Linked DNA regions of Mus musculus: region 1 is linked to region 2. Evidence: chromatin contacts called from public Hi-C data. All regions are on one chromosome and are shown on one strand. The core of a region is the stretch at or near the end of the contact, and the rest is flanking DNA. Distances in the headings are between cores, read along the strand shown.

The links. A called contact is a pair of places that touch in the nucleus more often than the background predicts.
Region 1: a contact with region 2 is called in a Hi-C map of B cells, with 5 read pairs. The contact joins the promoter of 1700028E10Rik here to the promoter of Rnf6 in region 2. A contact is called at or near these places in 2 of 39 promoter capture datasets (cranial neural crest and erythroid cells) and 3 of 484 Hi-C or Micro-C datasets (B cells, CD4 T cells and regulatory T cells).

The regions. Positions count from the first base shown.
Region 1 is chr5:151,365,904-151,371,058 of GRCm38.p6, reverse strand. 1700028E10Rik (RIKEN cDNA 1700028E10 gene) reads right to left here and starts at 2,384. Exons shown (of 4, transcript NR_045700.1): 1 at 2,203-2,384. It also overlaps a transcript of Stard13 not described here.
Region 2 is chr5:146,218,791-146,223,662 of GRCm38.p6, reverse strand. It overlaps Rnf6 (ring finger protein (C3H2C3 type) 6), which reads left to right and starts at 2,206. Exons shown (of 5, transcript NM_028774.3): 1 at 2,206-2,443; 2 at 3,179-3,261.

The DNA of each region.
Region 1 (5,155 bases), core at 1,135-3,634, 5.1 Mb before region 2:
CCTGCAGATGTGCTCCACCACACTGAGCCTGGAAACTTCAGTTCAAAGAAAGCCTGATGAAGAAGTCCTAATTTCTGTGTCAAATATCACCAAACAATATTGAAAGTAAATTTCAGTATCATTTCATATAATGCCTACTGACAAAATTACCCTGAATAAATGGTGATGTTAATAGCCATAGTAAATAAATATTCACTAACAACTATAATAAAGGACTCAAAATACAGCAAGTAATGTTAATGAACATGTATGTGCTCCATTTTTACAAGACTGGTTTAAAATGAAAAGGATGTGTGCTTTGTTTCATTAGTATGAATAGTTATTTGAAAATAGGTTAAGCCCCACGCTCTCCCCTGCTACCTCCCTCTGACCCTTTAAATGGCGACTCATTCAGGTTAGTGAGGAAAGAAGAGAGAGAGAGGGAAGGAGGGATCTCTGAATCTGAATTTTCCTCTATTTTGTTAGTAAAAACAATGGAGTTAGAACAGCCAATTTTGTTTTATCATTAGTTTATGTATATGCGTTTTTTGACTGCATATATGTCTGTATGCCATGTGCATGCCTGGTGCCATTGGAGACCAGACTTAGCCAAGCCATCTCTCTAGTGCCTTGTAATGGAAGTCTGAGTCATTATAAAAATACTATTTCACTTATCTTCACAGTTAGATACACTAACTTGTAATTAAAGGTAATACAGTCTTTATAGTACTCACTCACACTTCAGTAAACAATCTAACCTTTTTAGTACTAGAAAATCACTTTTAGGAGCAACATAGCTATGAACACGACAAGCCTATCTAGGAATATCTGTATTTCTATTGGGGACAAAGGGAATGGTTACAGAGAGCAATGCATTTTACTGATGGTTAGGGTCAAATGCCATTGTCAAACTCAGAATACAAAAACTTATTTACGCGCGCGCACATACACGCGCACACACACAAACAGAAAGCATTAAAGCATTCTGTACATTTTAAATGACACAGTAGGGGTAAAGGGCAATGACTTAGTGAAAAGAAGAAACTATAAAGAAGTTACAAAAGGAAAGGGATTTTTAAAATGTTACCTTCCTGGGTGTAAAAATTTAAATGTCTGTTGAAGTGATTTTTTGAGTTACTATTTTCAAGAAACTCTGAAGAACAGAGATGACATAATTGAGAAATTTTGTATACCTGGTGTTACAGCACCCTCTACAACAGAGTATATTATATGAACTTGCTTCCCGAATGTGTGACTGTACAAACTTTATGGTTTTAGCGCTTAGTTTGCTCCCTTGGCACCTGCTAGAAAGGCTACTAATCTGTCGGGTTAATGTGTCAAAACAGCAATAACAGCGAAGAGCTCTCCTGAACTCTTTAAACTATTCCAACTGTGGGCCTTAGTCACCTAGCTCTCCTTCCATATCACCTCTCCCAGTTCTAAACTCTAGTGAACTGGCCTCTTAAAAGCCTTCTGAACTCAAATGCATGCACAGGTAGGGAAAATACTGCTGTAGTGGGGGAGAAAGGTCCAGAGACAAGTGACCGCAGATCTCTGACTTCTAAGGGACATCTCACTGGCTCGCACTGTGCATCTTGATACACAATAACTCACAATAGCTAACAGTGCTCCAAGTGTATTACATCTGGACTTTTTTAAACATGAATTCTTTTAAGAGGAAAGTTATGTTCACTTTCTAGCTCTGGTGGAAACTCGTTTTCCCTTATCTAAAGGAAATACGGCATAACAGCCACAGCGTTAATTTCACAGTTCTGAGATGAACCTGGTGAGACTGTCTTGTTTTAAAAACCTATTATCATTCTTCTAATGTTTAATCCCCGATACTGCTCGTTTTCGCAACACCCCAGCTTAACAGACGTAATGGAGCAAAAGCTTTTCTCCAACACAGGCTAACGAAAGGCTACAAAGTAAAGCCTCCTCTCTGCAAAGCGGGACATGGAGGACCTCGGTCCACGCCGAGTGAAGAACCGAAGCACAGTGCCCAGAAAGGAGGAAACAAAAAAGGAGAGCCAGTGGGGCAGGAACTGTGTCGCCAGGACTTGAAAAGACGGGAAAAGGCCGGTTTCCTCCCGCGTGAGGTCCGTTCCCGCTCCAGACTCCAACCATTTCCGCTCAGGGTAACCGCAAAACCCTTCCCGCGCGGGAACTCGGTGGAGGAGGAGTCTTGGGTCCCGCCCTTCTGGCGGAGCGCATAAAGCCTACCCCGGCCGCCGCGGTGTCTCTGGAATGTTCTGAAGGGAGGAAGCGCGCCCCTCCGCAGTCCGGGGAACACTCGGCGCCAGATGGCGCTACCGCACCGAGAGCCAGAACCTGCGCCTCAAGGGAGCTGGGCTGAGACACCACCGGAAGTGAGGGCTCCGCGAGCCTCCTGGCCCGGATATCCAGCCTTCTAGCGTGTTCCCGCGCGGGGGCGGAGCTACAACCGGAACCGGACTGCGAACGCGGGGCCTCGTGGCGGAAGAGCCAGGAGGGGCCTTGGAGGCGGTAACTTCCGCTGCGCGCGCCTGGTCTGGGCGTGCACGCGAGGGGCGGGGCCTCCGCGCGGGCGCGCGAGCGCTTGCGTACTAGGAGGGCGTTGTTGCGGGAGGCATGTGCTGATTTCTCCATCTTTGATCGCTTGCAGGCCTCGCCGGGCGGACATTAAACTGGTGTCTTAGCAGGTTTTTGTCTGTTTTGTTGCTTCCCTCTCACAGGAGTTGGTTTCTGGCTGTAAATTCAGTTTCTGGAAATCTCTGGAACGTTAGCGATGTACAAGGTAGTCTCGAGCTGCTTTCTCGCCATTGATTCCCAGCCAGTGTCAGTCCTTGCATCGTTACCCACTCGAGGCTACCCGTGACAGCTAATGGCATCTAAGGATTTGGAAAGGCTTATATTACGGACTTTTAAAGCGCTTAATTTGAGCTTTACCCTTTATTTTTGTCAGGATATTGGCACTCTGCATTCTGCGGTGTGGCTTTGCACAGAACCGTTTGTTGAGGGTTTGAACGCTGCCAGGGGAAAACTCCGCCCCTTTCCCACGTTGGCTGTGTCTGATCCAAACCCATTTTTAAGTAGCTGGACAGTACTTTACCCTGGTACATGGGCTTTGTTTTTATTTTAGTTGTATCGTGAGGACTATGAACTTGTATTGCAGAAAGTATTAGTGTCCACCTTTAAATATACATAACACTTTCGGCTGAAAGACAGTTTCCCAAAGCTCCCGAGTTTCCCAGGAATGTCTTCAGCTTTTGGTAGATGCTTTTAGGAATTTCAGAGGTCCTTGCTGTCAAAGATTTAAATAAAGTCAAACATAAAAAAGTAACAAAACATGCACGCTCGCACACACACTCACAAACACACAATTTTGTGTTGGCCAGTTACTTCTGGGCATGGGGCCTTCCCAGAAGTGTGGTTGATACTCCATAGGGGAAAATTGATTTTACCTTTCCCAGTATTATCAGTTATCAGTTGTACATGCCTTTTGGTTAGGAATGGAACTTTGTAATCTCTAACCCCTAGTTTGTACTGTTTTTTTTTTTTTCCCCCTTGCTTGAACCTGTTGTGAATGAAAACTCCTGGGGGTGGGGGGCCGGGTGTGGCAGAGACTGATTAGAATTTTAGTGCTGTAGCAAAATTGGAATGTTGCAGGTCCAGAGTTTAACTACCTTATCTTAGTCTAGTTTTAGTCTCCTATGTACTCCAACTGCCATTCCTTAGTCAGCTTTGTGTCAGAACTAAAATCCCATGAGAGATTTTTAAAAAGAATGAAATCTGTTGGCTGATACTAGCTTCTACCAACCTAAAAAACAAGAAAGTCATCAGATGAGACCTGTAAGAAAACCTGCCCCATCTTCCTGAATTGCCTTTATGGTATTCCCACAGATGTGTTTTACATGTCTCGATTCATTATTTTCTCTGTTCTGTAAAACTAAAACTGCTTCCATGTAGGAGCATAAAATTTGTGTTCCTGGGCCATGGTCACTAAAAATGGATCCTAAATAGACTATCTTTTATTCCCTTTAAGATGAGCACTCTTTTCTGCTTTGACTCTGTAGGTAATGTGTGTGTTGTCACAGTCTCTGTGAGTTTATACACATATCAGCCTTGGTGTGTCTGCATGATGCTATTTTTTTTTAAATGCTCTTTAAAGTGAGCTAATGGAGTAGAAACGTTAAGGTAGAAATTGCACAGGTGTGGCATCATGAGTGGAGAAAAGTGGATGATCTGCTGTAGGCAAATGAGAACCTGGTAACTCTGCCTTCATTTTCTATGCCTGTATCTTCCTCCTCCTCCTCCTCCTTACCATCATCATCATCATCATACTCATTCTCATCCTCCTGTCCTTTTTTTCCTGCGAGTCAGACTCCTGCTTAACTCTACAATAACATGCTACTCTGGCACCCAAGGAGAATCTGCTTACCCTGTCTCACTATTTTCATTTGAATGGTGCCATGTTACATTTATGTAAGGGCCAAGTAGAAAATATGGGCAGCATTGTAGGTCACTCAGAATAGGTCAGAAATAGGAAAAGGTTGAGACCGTATGCCCGAGGGAAGCTATACTCGATTTTCAAAATCTTCATTACGTGGAGACTACCCCTGATAGATCTGAAGAGAGATTGACTTGACCTCATGTCAGTGGTCTCCTAGAACCCATATAATTTCCAGCTTTCTGCACTTCACACTTTAATTCAATAAACCTTGACAATGCATGGCTCTGTTAAATGCTAAACATGACCCTAAAGGGCTAGGATGAAAAGCATTGGGGAAGTGACTTGCCCTAAATTAACTTGTCCATTTTATCAAAAACTATCCCAAGCATATCCTCCATAACTTTGTCATCCATATTATTCATGTATTCGACTTGGTAGTGTTTGTCCTCTTGCTAATATTTATTTCATGCTGAAATAATTTTTTGAAACCTAAAGTAAAGTCTACTATCATAGAACAAAATGAAATTTGATTGTTTAACCCACAGCAAAACATAATAGGAAGAAGCTCCAAGATAGCATCTTCATGGGCAATTACATTATTGACAAACTAGAGCTGTGTAATGTGCAGTTCCACACACATTAAAAGTAGCAAAAGAGACTGGAAGTCTGTGGTGTTCATGATGAATCACACAATTACAGGTACTGATGGATTGACAGTCATCCAATTTTAGGAGAAAATTTTGT
Region 2 (4,872 bases), core at 957-3,456:
CCACCACTGCCCAGCTCATGATGGTTTTATAGTAACAGAACAAAGAAAATAAAATTGAGATACTTTCAAGATACCTTGATGGATAAAGCCAAATCTGGTGGTACACGCCTTTAGTCTCAGCACTCAGGATGCAGAGGCAGACAGATCTCTGAGTTCAAGGCCAGTCTGGTCTATAAAGCTAAGGACACCCAGGCTACACAGGGCTACCCTATCTCGAAGGACAAAAGGAAGGAAGGGAAGGAGGGAGGGACGGAGGGAGGGAGGGAGGGAGGGTGGAGGTTGGTGTTAACAGGCAGGCAGATCTCGTAAAAGCAGGAAAGTATGTGCTACTGGCCACAGATGCTATCTGCTTAGATTATTTTGAGTTGGTGGAAGCTAAGGGACTTTCCATAAGGCCTAACCTGCTAGTCACAAGGACGTTAGGTTACACACAGACATGGGTGATAAGTGGTTATTGTGGGGGGACATGGCGAGAGATATCCCAGGGTTATTTGGCTTTGACTTGTAACACAATCATGGAACTTTTAACCAATCTGCCTTGTAGAGTGTTTAACATGTCCCTGGAGGGGAGGGGGGAACGTCTGTTCACAAGTCCCACTTCCAGTATTAAAAAGAAATGGAAGGGACTTCAAGGTAAGGTGAGAGATGAGAGGGCTGGCTTGATGTGTGCCTCTGAAAGACATAGTCAGAGTAAGAAAAAAAATAGACATCTCCCCATCTTAGTCAAAGTTTCTATTGTTGTAAAGAGACACCATGACCAAGGCAACTCTTGTAAAGGAAAGCATTTCATTGGGGCTGGCTTATAGTTGTAGAAGTTTAGTCCATTAGCATCATGGTGGGAAGCATAGCAGTGTGCAGGAGATAATGGTACTAGAGAAGGAGCTGAGAGCTCTACATCTTAATCCATACACAGACAGCAAGGAGGAGACTGAATATGTTTCACACTGGCTGTAGCTTGAGCATCTAAAACCTCAAAGCCTTGCCTCCACAGTGACACACTTCCTCTAACAAAGCCACACCTCCTAATAGTGCCACTCACTATGGCCAAGCATTCAAACACATGGATCTACGGGGACCATTCCTATTCAAACCACCACAATCCCAAATAGAGCTATACAAAGAAAGCTTTAGAGAATCATGAAGCAATTGGATACTAGAAAAAAAACAAAGTCAGGCTACACAGAGACATACACCCACCACTGTCTCCATCACATAGCTCCCTGATGAAGTTGGGGAAAGGAACTCCAACAATAACCTTACTTCCAGAAGGAAACTCAAAGGAAAGTCTTATCCTCAGAACAACAACATAAAAGGACATATAGACAGTTTGGATCAATATTCAAAGGGAGAGAAAATAATCACCAAGCAGGACACCCTAAATAAGACCCAACCCACTTTAAAGCCATTGGTCTCCCCAATTGGGGTCACTTTTCTACAGGAGAAATCTGTAACACTCTCCTATGTTTTAAATATTAAACAGATGGGGAGAGAGGAGGGGAATCCTCCTGATAGACAGTATCACCTTTTACTCTAGTAGTTTCATTGATGCTAAGGCTTGCTACATCATGGTAACAAAGCACCCAGCAAACATGGTAGCACATCCCTAAGAAGGGCAAGAAGCTCACCAGCTAAAGGCCTGCCTGGGCTATATGAGCCCCCGTCTCAAAACAAAACAAAGTCACTCAATAATGAAAGAAGGGAGGAAAGAGTTATGAATCACAGCAGTATGCGCGTATTAAACTGATTAAGCCATTTGGCTGATGGGGGTGTCAGGAAAGGGCCCTACCAGGACCACAAGAAATGGTTGGGTAAATCTGGTGTCATATAATGAAAAAAGAAATTAGACAAGGGATAGCGGGAGAGAAAGAACGTGAATGGTTAATATTGGGAGCTTCGAAGTGCTTTCTCATCACAAGCACTTGATATTTAGTTTCCTCATCCCAGTGAACTACACTAAGGGAAAATTTCAAACTGGGTAGTTAACCCGGGTAGTAATGAGCAACGAACAGCTTGACAGATGCGTTTTTCTCCAGACTTCGTCAAAGGACACTGAAATACGAGAAGAGGAGCTGGCATTTCCAAAGGGTGGAAAGGCGCCTCCGCCTTCGGTCCTGAAGCCGCCACGGGCTCTGAGTGCCTTGACCCGAGCCCGCGACAGCCGGACCTGCGCACAGCAGATGCGGAACTCGGGCGCCGCGGCTCGGCTTCCGGGGAGCGCCGTTTCCAGACGCACCGGCAGGGTCGCTGCAGACGGTGGCCAGTCTTAGTTCTCCGAGGCGGTGCGAGAAGGCCGGAGATCGGACGCTCCTCTCTTAGCTTTCTCTCCGCCAGGTCGACTCCGAGCAGCAACACAGACTCTGAGCTTCGCGCCTCAGGGGAAGATTAGAGGGCGTAGCGGCCTTCGAAGGCTCGGCCAAGAACCTTCCGCCCCCTCGCCGCCTCGGTGAGAACAACCGCGGGTCATCGCGCTGGAGGTGGGGTCGGGGGGAGGGGGCGTTGGGTACACGGGGCGGGGGAAGGGTCATTTGGTGAGTCTCACTACTACTTCCGGGAGACGCCTCGGAGAGGAGGACGTGCTAGGGGGCGGGGTTCCGAGGGGAGAGACACTTACCTCTTATCCGATTGGCTTATTGCTTGCTGGTTGAGCTTTGCTAGTTGCTGATTGGCCGGCCCCAAAGCCAAATCCAGGTCGCAGGGGAAGCGTTACTTGAGGCTAGATTGAGGTGAGATTGGTCGGGTTCCTGAGTCCAGTTCGTTTACTGGAGTAGGGACTTCATCTTAACCCTAGTCGGGGGCCTCGATTAACAGGATAAGGAAAAGAACCAGTAGCGGGATGGTGGGGGCGGTTGACAACGAAGTGAAGGCTTAGAACTAAACTAACTTCCTCACCTAACCCTAGCTACACCCAGATGGGAACGTGATACGGTACGAAGGCCTTTGAGAAAGGAGGAGGCGCAATCCTCGGAGCGGTGACAGTGTAGGAGGAGAGACCTTCTGGGAGGTTTTTTTTTTTTTTTTGTTATCTAATTGTATGAGTCTCTAATTACCTAGATGATGGTATAACAGAACCTTCTGGAGAATTTAGCTCTGGCTTTGCAGAGGAGTCGGGAGACTACTGGGTGTTCCGGGACTTCAAAGAGGCAGTTTGCTGAATAATACAACTTTTGTTTTTATTCAGATGAGCAGCTCTCAAAAGAGGCACAAACATCAGAAGCATGGATACAGTCTCATCTGTTAGAAGAATGTTCAAAGGAAAATAAGGTATTCATTTTGCCTTACTTATGCTTAGTTAATCCAAGAATATTGCCTTGGAGGAGAAGATCTCTGGTTTTTTAATATTTTAAAGAACTTGACTTTTTTTGTCATTAGATTTCCACTTATTAAACATCTGTTTCAAAAATCAAGTTTCTAAGCTGGGCGTGGTGGTGCACGCCTTTAATCCCAGCACTTGGGAGGCAGAAGCAGGCGGATTTCTGAGTTCGAGGCCAGCCTGGTCTACAGAGTGTGTTCCAGGACAGCCAGGGATATACAGAGAAACCCTGTCTCGAAACACCCCCCCCACCCAAAAAAAAAAAACCAAGTTTCTGCTGTGACCACCAAAAATGCACTTTGCTAATAGTTACTGATTGCAGTGCAAATGGAAATCCTTTACTTTTTGATATTATTAATTAAATTAACATCTGAGTGAATCTTGCTCCCCCCAAGGGGTCTCATATGTGTGTGTGTGTGTGTGTGTGTGTGCGCGCACACACACACACATTCTTGAATGTTCTAGAATTCACTCTGTAGACCAGGCTGCTCTGGAGCACACAGAGATTAGTCTGCCTCTCTCCTGAGTGCTAGGAATGAAGACATGTGTTACTACACCTAGTTTAGTGGTTGGTTTTGTGTGTTAACTTGACACAAGCCAGAGTCATCACAGAGAAAAGAGCCTCAGTTGAGGAAATGCCTCCATGAGATCCAGCTGTAAGGCATTTTCTCAGTTAGTGGCCCAGCCACTATCTGTAAGTGGTGCTTCCCTGGGCAGGTAGCCTTGAGTTCTATAAGAAAACAGGCAGAGCAAGCCAGTAATCAGCACCCCTCCATGGCCTCTGTATCAGCTCCTCCCTCCAAGTTCTTGCCCTGTTTGAGTTCCTGTCCTGACTTCTTCCAGTGATGGGAGTGTAAATAAACCCTTTCCTCCCCAACTTGGTTTTTGGTTGTGGTGTTTCATCGGAGGAATAGAAACCCTAAGACAACTAACTAGCATTGCATTTTAAAATTAGGAGGGTTGTTTGTTTTTGTTTGTTTGCATTTTTTATTTGGTTTTTGGTTTTGCAGACAAGGTTTCACTGTAGACCAGACTGGTCTTGGACTCAGGATTCTCCTGCGTCTGCTTCCTGAATGCTGGAATTAAAGGTGTGCGCTACCACCCGCCTGCCTAGTTTATTTATTTATTTTATTTTATTCATTTATTTATTTATTTTTGGCTTTTCAGGACAGGGTTTCTCTGTGTATCCCTGGCTGTCCTGGAACTCACTCTGTAGACTAGGCTGGCCTCGAACTCAGAAATCTGCCTCTCAAGTACTGGGATTAAAGACGTGTGCCACCTCCGCCTGGCTTTATTTATTTATTTATTTTAAATGCATCCACTAGTCAAATGCATGTGTCAAGTCTTACAATAAAGAACTCAACATATAAACAACAACAAAACAACTTTTAGGAGCTAGTAGGTCTAGGCCTTTGCTTTAAAAGTTATCACCAAGTCAGACACAATTCAACACATATATCTCATATCTGAGTATTAAATTGATCATCTTCTTAAAATTTATCTTTGTCTCTCGAAATTGTGTCTAAAAGCATTCATCATGTTAAAATTTTAGGCTTGAATAA